Regions from separate parts of the Sus scrofa genome. Here region 1 is linked to region 2. The links are chromatin contacts, called in public Hi-C maps. All regions are on one chromosome and are shown on one strand. The core of a region is the stretch at or near the end of the contact, and the rest is flanking DNA. Distances in the headings are between cores, read along the strand shown.

Region 1 (5,976 bases), core at 1,875-4,374, 320 kb after region 2:
TTCCTCACTGAATGGATGGGCAGCATCCCAAGACTCTATTGTCCCCACCCTCACAGCGTCTGTCCCTCATCACACAGCACAAGCAGGTACACAAAAAAAATAGCATCTCTTCTCAACCTCCATGGGCAAGAAAAGCTGTATTTTCCAGGCCAAGTGAGGCCTGGAAGCCTCCCTCCTGCTATTCAAAAGCCCTAATCCAGATGATTAAGGAGGGCTTTGCTCTCTAATGGCTTGGTGCCTGGTGAGCCGCTGCTGTCTACACAAGACCAAGTTTGTGGCAGAGCCATAAATGACACGAGGCAGTCAAGTGCTTGGGACCAAAACCAAGTCCCCAGTTCAAACTCAGCCACTGTTTGAGAACGAGACTCTTTTATTAATGTTTCAATATTCATAGCTCATGGTAGTTGCAAAGGCTAACCTGCTTACTATAGATCAAAACAGCCACGGAATCCTGGGGAGCCCCTGATCTTGGCCGCTGAGGCATAGCGCAGTGCACAAGCATTTTTTTTCTTTTTTTAAGGACTACGCCTGAGGCATATGGAGGTTTCCAGGCGAGGGGTCGAATTGGAGCTGCAGCTGAGACCTATACCACAGCCACAACAACGCCAGACCCGAGCTGCGTCTGCAACCTATGCCGCAGCTGCAGCAAGGCCAGATCCCTAACCCACTGAGCGAGGCCAGGGATCGAACCTGCAATCTCATGGATACTATGTTGGGTTCTTAATCTGCTGAGCCACAATGGGAACTCCCGCACAAACATTTACAATTTATTGAACATCTGCTGTGTGCCAGGCATTATACTAAGCACTGTAGACACATTCTCACGGTTGAAAAGGACTTCAAAGCCATGCATTCGAACCATCCAGGGGGTTCTTAGATCTGACTTATAATAGCTCCACTCAGAATAACTCTTAGGAGGAGCTCACGGATTCCCAAGGCTGTCTGTCCCACTTACGGTCCGCTCTGGCGGTTAGCAGCCTCTCTCTTGGGTTATTTCATAATTCATCAATGATGCGGAGGGAATTGTCAGCAGCTCTCACCTCTTGCTAAGAACGTGAGTTACTCCTGTCCCTGGTACTGGCATTGAGGTGTCCTGGCTGTCTCTTGTGACTCAGCAAAATGGCAGAAAGCTTTTTAGACAGGGGGGGGGGGGGGTAGACAATTCACCAACCAGGTGTTCTGCACCCCGACACCGGTCAGAAATAGGCAGTTCCCAGGGCAGGTAAAATGGTGTCAACGTGCTAGATTTGAGCCGTCGAGCTGATGTTCAGCCCACACAATCAGGGCCCAACCGGAACGAATTAATTTTTTAGGCTCTTGGATGATGAATCACAAATTCCATAAAAGGCCCACTTCCAGCTCTGGCACTAATAACAAATAGCTTGTCACACTGAGTCTAAGTGTTTGATCCTCTTGAGACAAACACACAGTCTCAGAGGGAGTTCTGCCCAAGACTTCTGACCCCACCCTGGTAAGGAGGAAATGCTTTTGCCTAAGAAGCAGAAGTTAATAGGGGTGGAGAGACTTGATGGCTGAAGGACATGGCCTGAAAGAAGATTCTTCTTTAAATTTTTAAACTTCAAATAATTATACTAGAAGACAACAAAGCAATGTGTTCAAAACATTTATGGGAAATGGCTTTGAACTTGGCGTTCTCTACCCACTTAAATCATCAGTCAGGTGGAAACGGACAAGAGCCACTCTTGGCCACGTGTGTAAGAACTCAGAAGGCTTATTGCCTGTGTCCCCAGCATGAAGGGATCCCTCAGAAACTCCTTTGGCAAAAGAAAAGAGGCATTTAAGAAAGGGAAAGAAATGGTACAGAAGAAAGAGGGACAGCTAAATATGGCCCAGAATACATGCCATGAGGCTGGACAATTCAGAGAAAATTCTGTCAAGCAGAAAAATTCTACAACCAAAAGACTGAATTTCTGTTTCCATAGATCCACTCACTTTGTGAGAGGGCCCTTCTTGGATAACTCAAAGCTCTCTAAAAACACGTACCTCCCTTGAGCCTGGTCTTCGATCCATCTCATCGTTCTCCTCAGTGACTAATTCACTTGAGCATCCACAAAAGTGTCCCACTGGGATTGACACGAGCCATATCCAGCCCCTGGCCTGGCAGTTTTCCAAGGGGTCCGCCTCTGATCACCTTGAAGGGGTTTCCTCCCGAACTGAGTTCAAAGTTCTGGAATCTTTCTGTGATGGCTCATTTTCAGAGCCCTAAGTCCCTATGTAAGACTGGAGTGTCGAGTTAAAATATCCTTACCTGAACAGAATGGATAGAACATTTAAAACCAGATAGTTCTTAAAAATTTGGGATCTATCGCTCTCACTATTGTCCCGAGGTACTTGGGGTTGGCGGGGAGAAGAGAAAACAGGTGTGAAAAGCTGAGGTCCTTGCCCAGTGGACCCTGGAATGATAACACGTTGACATGAACCTCTTCTTATGCTTCTGTTCGAGGCGCTTCCCAGTGACCTTCTCCCACCTGGGCAGGTACAGACCCTTGGTGCTCTAACACGCTTACACCTGGGGACACCATTCAATCCAGTCTTTAGGGATTTGTCCAATGATTACGAGAGCCTGTTGGTTGAAGGGTAGCGGGGAGACAGAGACACTTCTCTTCTGTCCCTGAAACTTTAGCTCAGGCCCCACACTGTGCACCCCACTCAGCAAACTCGTTCTTTACTTGGAAGGCAGTTAGGCAGCTGGCTGTTGTTACTCTAGCGTGACCTCTGGAGTGGGGTGGGGTCAAAGTAGGGGTCTTAACTTCTCCTTAAACCACCTATCCCAGTGTTACATCCTACCTCTTAGAATATCCTGCCTCAGAAGAGCTCTGAAAAATATGATTTCCCATCTCATTACTTGTCCACAGCCAGTGTCTCTTCCTGACCGATGTCATACGGGCTAACTGGTCTACCCCGCAAAGGCTTCGGCACATAAGCCTGAGGATATACTACAACTCCAAGAGTGTATATTCAGAAGAGGTACCTCTGGACCTACCTCCTGTCTCCAGAGTTCCTGCAAAGGACCCATTGGCCTTGGCCACTAGAATGCCCCTGTGCCAGTTGAGAGAAGAGATAAGAACTGTCCTTCTGGAGGTTGTGTCATATCTGGTGAACTCTGCCGTAAGAGGCAGATAAGGCTGGGGAGGCTCACTTCCCCCACAGAGGTTGTCTCATACCCAGCAGACACATGCCCCAAATCCAGAGAGGCAGTAGGCACTTTGCAAATATTTACCTGGCTACGTGGCAACAGGGCAGTACTAGTTAAAGTTCTATTGAACTGCAAGGACACACGCCCTGCACACATATAAAAAGGCTACATTCTTTCCTGTGACTGTCTTTCCAAGTGTTCAGAAGCACGTGAAGGTGGGACCCCTTTAATTTTCCAATCACCCAGTTATCCAGGATTGGAACATCCAGTGGAGGAGACGTGAGGCTTGCTTTCGTGCGTGGAGGGAATGGCTGTCCCGCAGCCTGGGAGCTGGGACTTGCCCTTACATTCTCAGCAATAAGAATACACAGGCTGCCCGCGTTTCCAGAGCCGCAGCTGCCGATCTTCTGCAGACACATTAAGGACGCCCAGTGTTTTGTGTTTACGCAAATCCGCAACGACAAAACAGGATAGCGAAAGGAGCCGGAACATAACTTCGCAGGCCTTTCCATCAGGAGCTAAAGGGAAAACTTCAATACCGTCAAAGACCCACCCGATTCAGCCACCTTCTCTTCAAACTGCCTGAGTAGCTGTGGCCTTGGTATCGCGGCAAGAACAAGGAACCAGAAAAGCTTGTGGAACAAAGAACACACGAAGAAGACCTGAGTCGCGAAGAACTCACGCAGCAAGACAGACACGTGCCTCTGTAGAAACAGCATCCTCAAATGTTCCACTGCCACAGCTCTGAAGTATGGGGACCTCCCCAAGAGGCGCCCGCCCACAGGGGGAAGCATTTTATGTACTAACCAGCACTTGCCTGATGCCACCTTGTGGTGAATCCCTTCAGCAACTTGAAAGAAAGAGGAGGCCCGTTTTTTTCCACTTGATTTTGTGAAGTGCCATATTTAGACTATTTTTGACTAGCTTAAGAACAGCTCGAGCTTCTACTGCTCTCATAAAAAAAAAAAAAAGTTCTCGATACATTTCCTGTTGGAGGTCAGAGTGCATAAATACTGATTGAGATTTCCTCTCCCCCAAATCAATCATTATGAAGCCTAGGAAATAGGAGTTCCCGTTGTGGCTCAGCAGAAATGAATCTGACTAGCATCCATGAGGACACAGGTTCAATCCCTGGCCTCGCTCAGTGGGTTAAGGATCTGGTTTTGCCGTGAGCTGTGGCGTAGGTCGCAGATGCGGCTCAGATCTGGCACTGCTATGGCTGTGGCCTAGGCTGGCAGCTACAACTTCAATTCACCCCCTAGCCTGGGAACCTCCATATGCTGCAGGTGCGGCCCTAAAAGACAAAAAATAAAGTCTAGGAAACAGGTACACAAAACTGTATGTGAAATAAATAAACAGCAAGGACCTGCTGCATAGCACAGGGAACCAGATTCAGTATCTTATAATAACCTATAATGGAAAAGAATCTGAAAAAAAAATTTACACACACACACACATATACATACAACTGAATCACGTTGCTATACACCTGAAACGAATAAAACATTGTAGATCAACTATACTTCAATCAAAAAATAGAGTTTTAAAAATAAATAAAAACCCAGGAAAAATTTTGAGGGCGAAGTTTGATTTTTTTCATAGAAGATTATTTTTCTACTGACAATTACCTTTATTTGAGGGAAAGAAAAAAAAAAAAAAAAAAAACCTTCCTCCAGAGGTCAGGCTCTAGATTAAGTTGTACTATCTCATTTTCAAATGATTTCAAAGATAAAGGGATCTTTCCAGATAAGATCACTGATGGATTGATTTCAAACAACCTGCAAGGAAATTAATGGCTTGAGGGCACGGACTCCATATTTTTCTCTTTTCATTTTTTCATCTTGGGAAAGGCTTAGCCAGTGATCTCTCCCTAAAATTTACATGCAAAGTATCAGAGCATCCTCTTCACTCATGAAAATGTCACACAATGGAACACATGCCTACAGAACCAGAGCTGAAAACAAGCTTCTCTAATTTCTTTTTTTTTTTTTTTTTTTTTTTTTTTTGCTTCTTAGGGCTGCACCCACAGCATATGAAGGCTCCCAGGCTAGGGGATGAAGCAAAGCTGTAGCTGCCAGCCTATACCACAGCCACAGCAATGCCAGATCTGAGTTGCATCTGTGACCTACACCACAGCTCACGGCAACGCCGGATCCTTAACCCTCTGAGCGAGGCCAGGGATCGAACCTGTGTCCTCATGGATGCTAGTTGGATTCGTTAACCACTGAGCCATGACGGGAACTCCATGTTCTCTCATTTCTAGGCTCGTGGTGTTTGCTGTAGATCTCGGTGCTCTGCTTAGACAGCAAACCCCCACGGGCTAAAAGGGGTGTGAAGTTCCGTATTCTGTGTGGTTGTGAAATCCGAGCTGCAGATCGGCTGCTGGGCGGTCAGGGAGCGACCTGAGCAGGATGCCAGCCTGGACAAGTTGGGCACAGGAAAAGCTTCAGGCCACGTTCAGGATTCTTTGTGCTGCCAGTCCAGTCTTACAGCAAACCCTCCCCGAAAACCTACCAGCCTGTAAGACACCCCCACCTCCAAAAGCTTCTTAGGTCCTGCACTTACTTTATGGAGACTCCAGAGGGCCAAGTTCACAGAAGGTGCTCAATGAATGCTCTTGACCAGGTGACTGGTGATATAGCTCATCATGGTGAGTGTCAAAAGACCCCAAGGCCTGAAACACATTGATCATGAAATAAATACAAAAATAAAAAAATTCCGTTTTAGGGCTGTACCCGTGGCATATAGAGGTTCCCAGGCCAGGGGTCCAATCAGAGCTACAGCTGCCAACCTACACCATAGCCACAGCAACACCAGAT
Region 2 (5,769 bases), core at 272-2,771:
TAATGCACTAAATAATACAAAAGTGAATCACAAAGTTTCTTCCTTATTCTACCTGAGAAGACTGAACATATTATGAATATATTTTCAGATGCAAAGACCTGTCCTCAGAAAGTTATTCCTCAAGATGCTAACGAGGTTCTTCTTCCCGAATCTTTGGCATCTTTAGAATTTTTAAAAAGTTATGTTAAGACCAGGAAGAAGCCAAGAATGCAACAAGAGAGACAGGGAGGGGTGAGGAGACATGCTCATATGTACACATACACCCACATACATGTACACACACAGATAAACACGCAGCATGCATATACATATAAGTACACACCACACACACACACACACACACACACACACATACACACACATTTGGGAGTCATTCTCCTGAAGCCCCAGCTAAAGTCACACACACAGCACTAGGTCCCCAGGGTTGGAGTTGCTATTTCACTAGAGGCTGGGGGCAGCCAGCGCTCTGGAATACACTCTTGCAGGCAGAGAGCCTGGCAGAATGATTTCTCTCAGGGAAAAGCTGCCAAGAATGTGTGCAGGGTAAAGAAGCAGAAAGAAGAAGGGCCCCGGGTGGAGGGAGGCACAAGGCGGGGTGCCTCCAGCGAAGCACTCGCGAACTGAGTCAGGGCGATGTCTCATCTTGTGATGCAAAATCAGAAGGCAGCCACAGCCCCAGTGTGGACGGACGCTGGTTAACTCGGGAGCCTTAGGAAGAAGCAATGTCTACCGTGGGAACAAAGCCCGGCAGTTCAGAATCTCACAAGGGTGTGGAGTCAGCTGCACCATCTGGTCGTTTTGCCTCATTCCTCTTTTTTCTTGGTGTGTGGGGGGATGGGGTTTAGGGATGGGGCTGGTGGCAAACTAAGCTTCTGAAGGTCTCATGTGGTTTGATGATGAACAGACACAGAGCAGCTGGTCTTAACAAGACAGCCTCTCAGATGTCACGATGAACGCAGCAGGAGACTGCACTGCAGGTGGGGACGCGGGGTGGGGGTGGGGGGGTGGACCTCTTACTGTCAACGTCACTGTTTCTCCAAGTTGACTGCATGCAAGAGCCTTGGGAGGAGCATCACGGCACACGATCATTAACAGGACACTTGCATGAAACTCACAGACCTAGACTTCATCAAACATCGAGAGTTTCCAGCAGTGCTGGACTTGAGGCCAAGCAGGGGGGACAGGAAGATAAATAAATAAAACAGAGTCCCTGAAACCAAGTGGCTCCCTGGCCAGTAGGGGAAAACAGATGTGTATGTAAACATCAGGGTACGGCAGGACCAACCTCCTGCCCGGGAGCCGGACTCAGGCGACAGAAACACAGCCTGCCTCTGCTCCAAGGTCTCACTCTGCCCAGGCACTCGGCGGGACTGCAGCCCGGGGAGTTGACACGTGCTCCAGATGTTGGCAAGTTTGCCAGGCACAGAAAGACAAGGAAAAGAATTATCCAGAGAGGGAAGAGCATTAGTAAGGACACAGAAGAGTGAGGTGGACCGTGTTGGGACAGAGTGCTCAGGCAGATGGGTGTGACGAAGAAAAATCAATGAGGTAGACTGGGGCATGTGAGCGGAGGCTTGTTTGCCAAGTTCAACGAGTGGATTTTTTTTTTGGTCTTTTTGTATTTTTAGGGCCACACCTGTGGCATAGGGAGGTTCCCAGGCTAGGGGTCCAATCGGAGCTGTAGCCACCAGCTACACCACAGCCATAGCAGCGCTGTATCTGAGCCATGTCTGTAATCTACACCACAGCGCTTGGCAACACCACATCCTTAACCCACTGAGGGAGGCCAGGGATTGAACTCACGTCCTCGTGGATGCTAGTTGGGTTTGCTAATGGCTGAGCCATGACAGGAACGCCAACAGAATGGATTTTATGCTAAAGGAAACAGGACGTGGTATGCAAGTGTCCAACTCCAGCTCTGGAAGAAGTACAAGCAATGTTTTGTTTTGCAGGGATATTTAAATATAGCCCATGTTTTATAACAACTATAAATGGAGTATAACCCTTAAAAATTATGAATCACTATGTATACCTGAAACTTATATATTGTAAACCAACAATACCTCAATTTTACAAAAAAAGAGAGCAATGCCAAAACAAATACATTAATTACTTAAGTCATGTGACATAGCTCCTTATACATATGCATTTTTGGCCACGCCCACAGAATCTGAAAGTTCCAGGGCTGGGAATCAAACCTGTGCCACAGCTGTACCCTAAGCCACAACAGTGACCATGCCGGATCCCCAACCCACTGTGCCACCAGGGGACTCTGAAGCAGCTCCTCATAAACCATGCCTGCAGGCCTAAGCCTGGATCTCTCCTACTGACGGGAAGTAACTTCAAACATGCAACTTCACCTTCCTCCACTTTTCATTTTCCAAGTGGAAAGTTCTATGCACTTTTCGCTTTCGTCATGAACAAGGAGAACAAGTCAATGGGAACACAGTGTAAATATCTAGCTTTCCTCGGGGACCAAGGCTAACTCCAGAGCTCTTAATAGGTAGAGATGGAAAGGCTGGAATCCTGCAAAATGTCAAGTTCATGACTTTTCGCCAATAGCTTTTTCCTCTAAAAGGACAGAGAACTGTGAAACCCAGAACACGCTATCTGTCAGGATCTGGGGTTCTGCTCTTCAGACTCTTCCTGCATCTCCAGAATTGGGGTACCGACCGTCGAGGGACTGTTTCTTGTTGTCTTCAGAAAATACACTGGAGCTATTGGAAGGCCTTTGCCTCTTCGTCAAGCACCAACCCTTGAACAGAGAGAGTGCCAGCTACTTGATGGATTTCTGATGACACAGAGATCCATCTCAAGTTTCCATGGGCTCCCACACCCAGCCTCCGGTCACAGCTCAGGCGAGCTTCTCTTTCCTTTTAGAGACATATTGATTTGCTCTTTTTTTCTTCTTGTTTTTCTTTTCTTTTCCTTTTTTTTTTTTGTCTTTCTGCTCCTGTGGCATGTGGAGGTTCCCAGGTTAGGGGTCGAATCAGAGCTGTAGCTGCCAGCCTACACCACAGCCACAACAACATGGGATCCAAGCCGCATCTGCAACCTACACCACAGCTCATGGCAACGCTGGATCCTTAACCCACGGAGCAAGGCCAGGGATCGAACCTGCAACCCCTTGGTTCCTAGTCAGATTTGTTAACCACTGTGCCATGACGGGAACTCCTCTTCTTGTTTTTCAAACATAGTACCTAGTAACGACACAGAACAAAAGCCAAGGCGCTGGACCTCATGGCTGCTTCTCTGTTTACTGTGAACTCAAACTTGCAACGTAGGCACAGGGTCTCCCAGTGGACACTAGCCCCTCTCCCCCAGATACACAGGACGCTACTCTGCAGTGGAGATTAAATAAACAGATCACCTCTGGCGTCTGCCTCTGGGAGCAGTAGGGTCATCAAGACTCCTGAATATTACAAAGCACATACATGGCCAGCTCTCACCCAGTCCCGCTAAGACACTGTTGCTAGGCCCGCAGAACCTGGGGACTAGGTGTATCATTTCAAGTTTCTGGCAATTGTGGTAAGTAGCCAAATTGGGGCCCCAATGCTCTAGCCAGGCCCCCACTTACAGATGGAAAAATTAAGCGACTAGCCCGCCCGTGCTCATTCGGTTACGATGACAGGGTGTCCCTGAGGACAATTTCTTCACATTCTACAAAGAAAGCACTTCTGCACAAGTGAAGTGATAAATCAAAATGATAAACGTCAAAATAAAATATGTCCTACCTCCTTGGAGGTCTGAGATTTTGGACTTGGGGGATCTCCTCCTAGGTCTAAACTTTGGATTTAGGGGTTGTTTTCATGGTGGTATAACGGGCAGGCTTCCTGGGGTCAAAGTGGAGGTTACACACGCTGGGTGGGAACATTTCCTTGGCCATGTGTCCTTGACTTTGCAGATGCCTCTCCCCATGGGCAGGGCACGGGGCCAGAATGGAATCCAGCAAACCAGGGGCTCCCTCTGCTCAGCTTCTGGATGCAACTGCTTGCGGAGGGCAGAACCTGCTCCAAAGAAAAGTCTCCCTCCCTCTCATATATGTACATATTCATGTATATAAAGATGTGTGTACATTTTTACAAAGACGGATTTTCTACTGAGCACTGCCCTATAGAAAGAACATTTTTAAGGGCAACTGCTATATGTTTCTAAAGCAAAAGAATCCAGCATGACACAGGACAAAGCATTTTTAAAGTTTTAAAGTCATAATTTCCCACAATTCAGTTGGATTATTTTTTTCCCTTGTTCCCTTCCATATCTTTTGTAATAAGTATCATTCACTTAGAGCTTCCTATGAGCAGGACCCTGGGCTGATGACATTTCTTTTCTTTCTTTTTTCTTTTTTGGTCTTTTTAGGGCTGCACCCATAGCATATGGAGATTCCCAGGCTAGGGATTGAATCGGGGCTACAGCTGCCAGCCTACACCACAGCCACAGCAAGGCAAGATCCGAGCCACATCTGCTACCAACACCACAGCTCACGGCAACACCAGATCCTCAACCCACTGAGTGAGGACAGAGATCAAACCTGTATCCTCCTGGATCCTAGTCACATTTGTTCCCACTGAGCCATGAAGGGAAATCCCACATTTCATTTCGATATCTTATGTGAGTAAGTGAAAATGCGAGGGAGGGACCTATAATCCTTATTTGACAAGAAAGGAAATTGAAATTCAAGAGGACTGGGTCACTGGCCCCAAATGAAGCCTGAATGCAAATTCCTAACTGGCTCATTCCCAAGCTTACTACTTTTACTACAGTAAAAGCCTGTGAAAGAAAAGTCTGGATGTATTCTTTCACATTGCTTTAAGATAAATAAACTTTTCCAGAGAAACAAACGTCTAACTATTTCTATAACACTATAACAACACTCAATTACATAACAAGACTTTTTTCAGATTTCCACTTTATCTGTCATGGCAGTCAGAGAAGGTTCTTTAGAGGTATTTAAGTCAGACAGGGAGAAGCTGTGAATATTCAGATGAAAGAATATTAAAAATTCTCACCGATATTATTAACATCCTTGGAAAAAATCTTTTCAAATCAATAACAAGAATGCTTTACACTTCAGGAATCATCTCCCACACTGAGACTTGTGTTTTTTTATTCAGTTTCTGGATAAAGATAATGCACAGGTCTTCCCATTGTGGCTCAGTGGAATTGAACCCAACTCGTATCCCGGAGGACATGGGTTCGATCCCGGGTCCCGCTCAGTGGGTTAAGAATCCGGCATTGCTGTGAGCTGCGGTGTAGGTCACAGATGCGCCTTGAATGCCTCGTTGCTATAACTGTGGTGTAGGCCGGCAGCTGCAGCTCTGATTCAGCCCCTAGCCTGGGAACCTCCATATGCTGAGGGTACGGCCCTAAAAAAACAAAACAACAACAACAACAAAGATAATGAACACAATAAGCCTAAGAGTAAGTAATTCTTCTCATAGAAACTTCTTTTCTGGTTTTTGGAAGATACCAAACAAGCTGTTTACAATGTTTCAAATCACTTATTAAAAAAAACCAGACATGTATGAGAAAATTACAGAACTTCTCCAGAGTATGAAAATAAAGTCAGACAGCCTCCTGATGAAAATGGACAAATAAACACCTCCTGGGGAGCATGCGACACACAGGCAGCATTTCTGGATGAACTGTTCATAAGGTATTTTCTAGAAATGCAAACGGTGTGATGGAGACCGGGTTTCCAGCCATTAGCCATGGGACCCTATTCCTTCATGAAACTCCTGAGTTTTCACTTCATCTGCATCATTCCCA

Evidence for each region. Hi-C and Micro-C count contacts between places; a contact is called where the count stands out from the background.
Region 1: a Hi-C map of liver shows a contact between it and region 2, with 1.4 times the contacts expected there. The contact joins two enhancer-like sites. A contact is called at or near these places in 1 of 5 promoter capture datasets (liver), 15 of 47 Hi-C or Micro-C datasets (adipose tissue, alveolar macrophages, brain and 10 more) and 1 of 2 datasets of contacts at active chromatin or transcription factors (skeletal muscle).

What each region holds. Positions count from the first base shown.
Region 1 is chr10:59,690,942-59,696,917 of Sscrofa11.1, forward strand. It overlaps LOC110255617 (a long non-coding RNA gene), which reads right to left. Exons shown (of 4, transcript XR_002336164.1): 2 at 5,723-5,831. Among named protein-coding and RNA genes, the nearest start is that of NUDT5, 72 kb to the right of the region's middle. Within about 2 kb of position 3,125, at least 6 of the 83 cell types and tissues checked have an H3K27ac peak or open chromatin away from gene starts, as enhancers often do. A contact at or near this core is called in liver, where this site is marked.
Region 2 is chr10:59,373,935-59,379,703 of Sscrofa11.1, forward strand. The region is part of intron 1 of CAMK1D (calcium/calmodulin dependent protein kinase ID); the gene reads right to left. Among named protein-coding and RNA genes, the nearest start is that of CAMK1D, 78 kb to the right of the region's middle. Within about 2 kb of position 1,522, at least 24 of the 83 cell types and tissues checked have an H3K27ac peak or open chromatin away from gene starts, as enhancers often do. A contact at or near this core is called in liver, where this site is marked.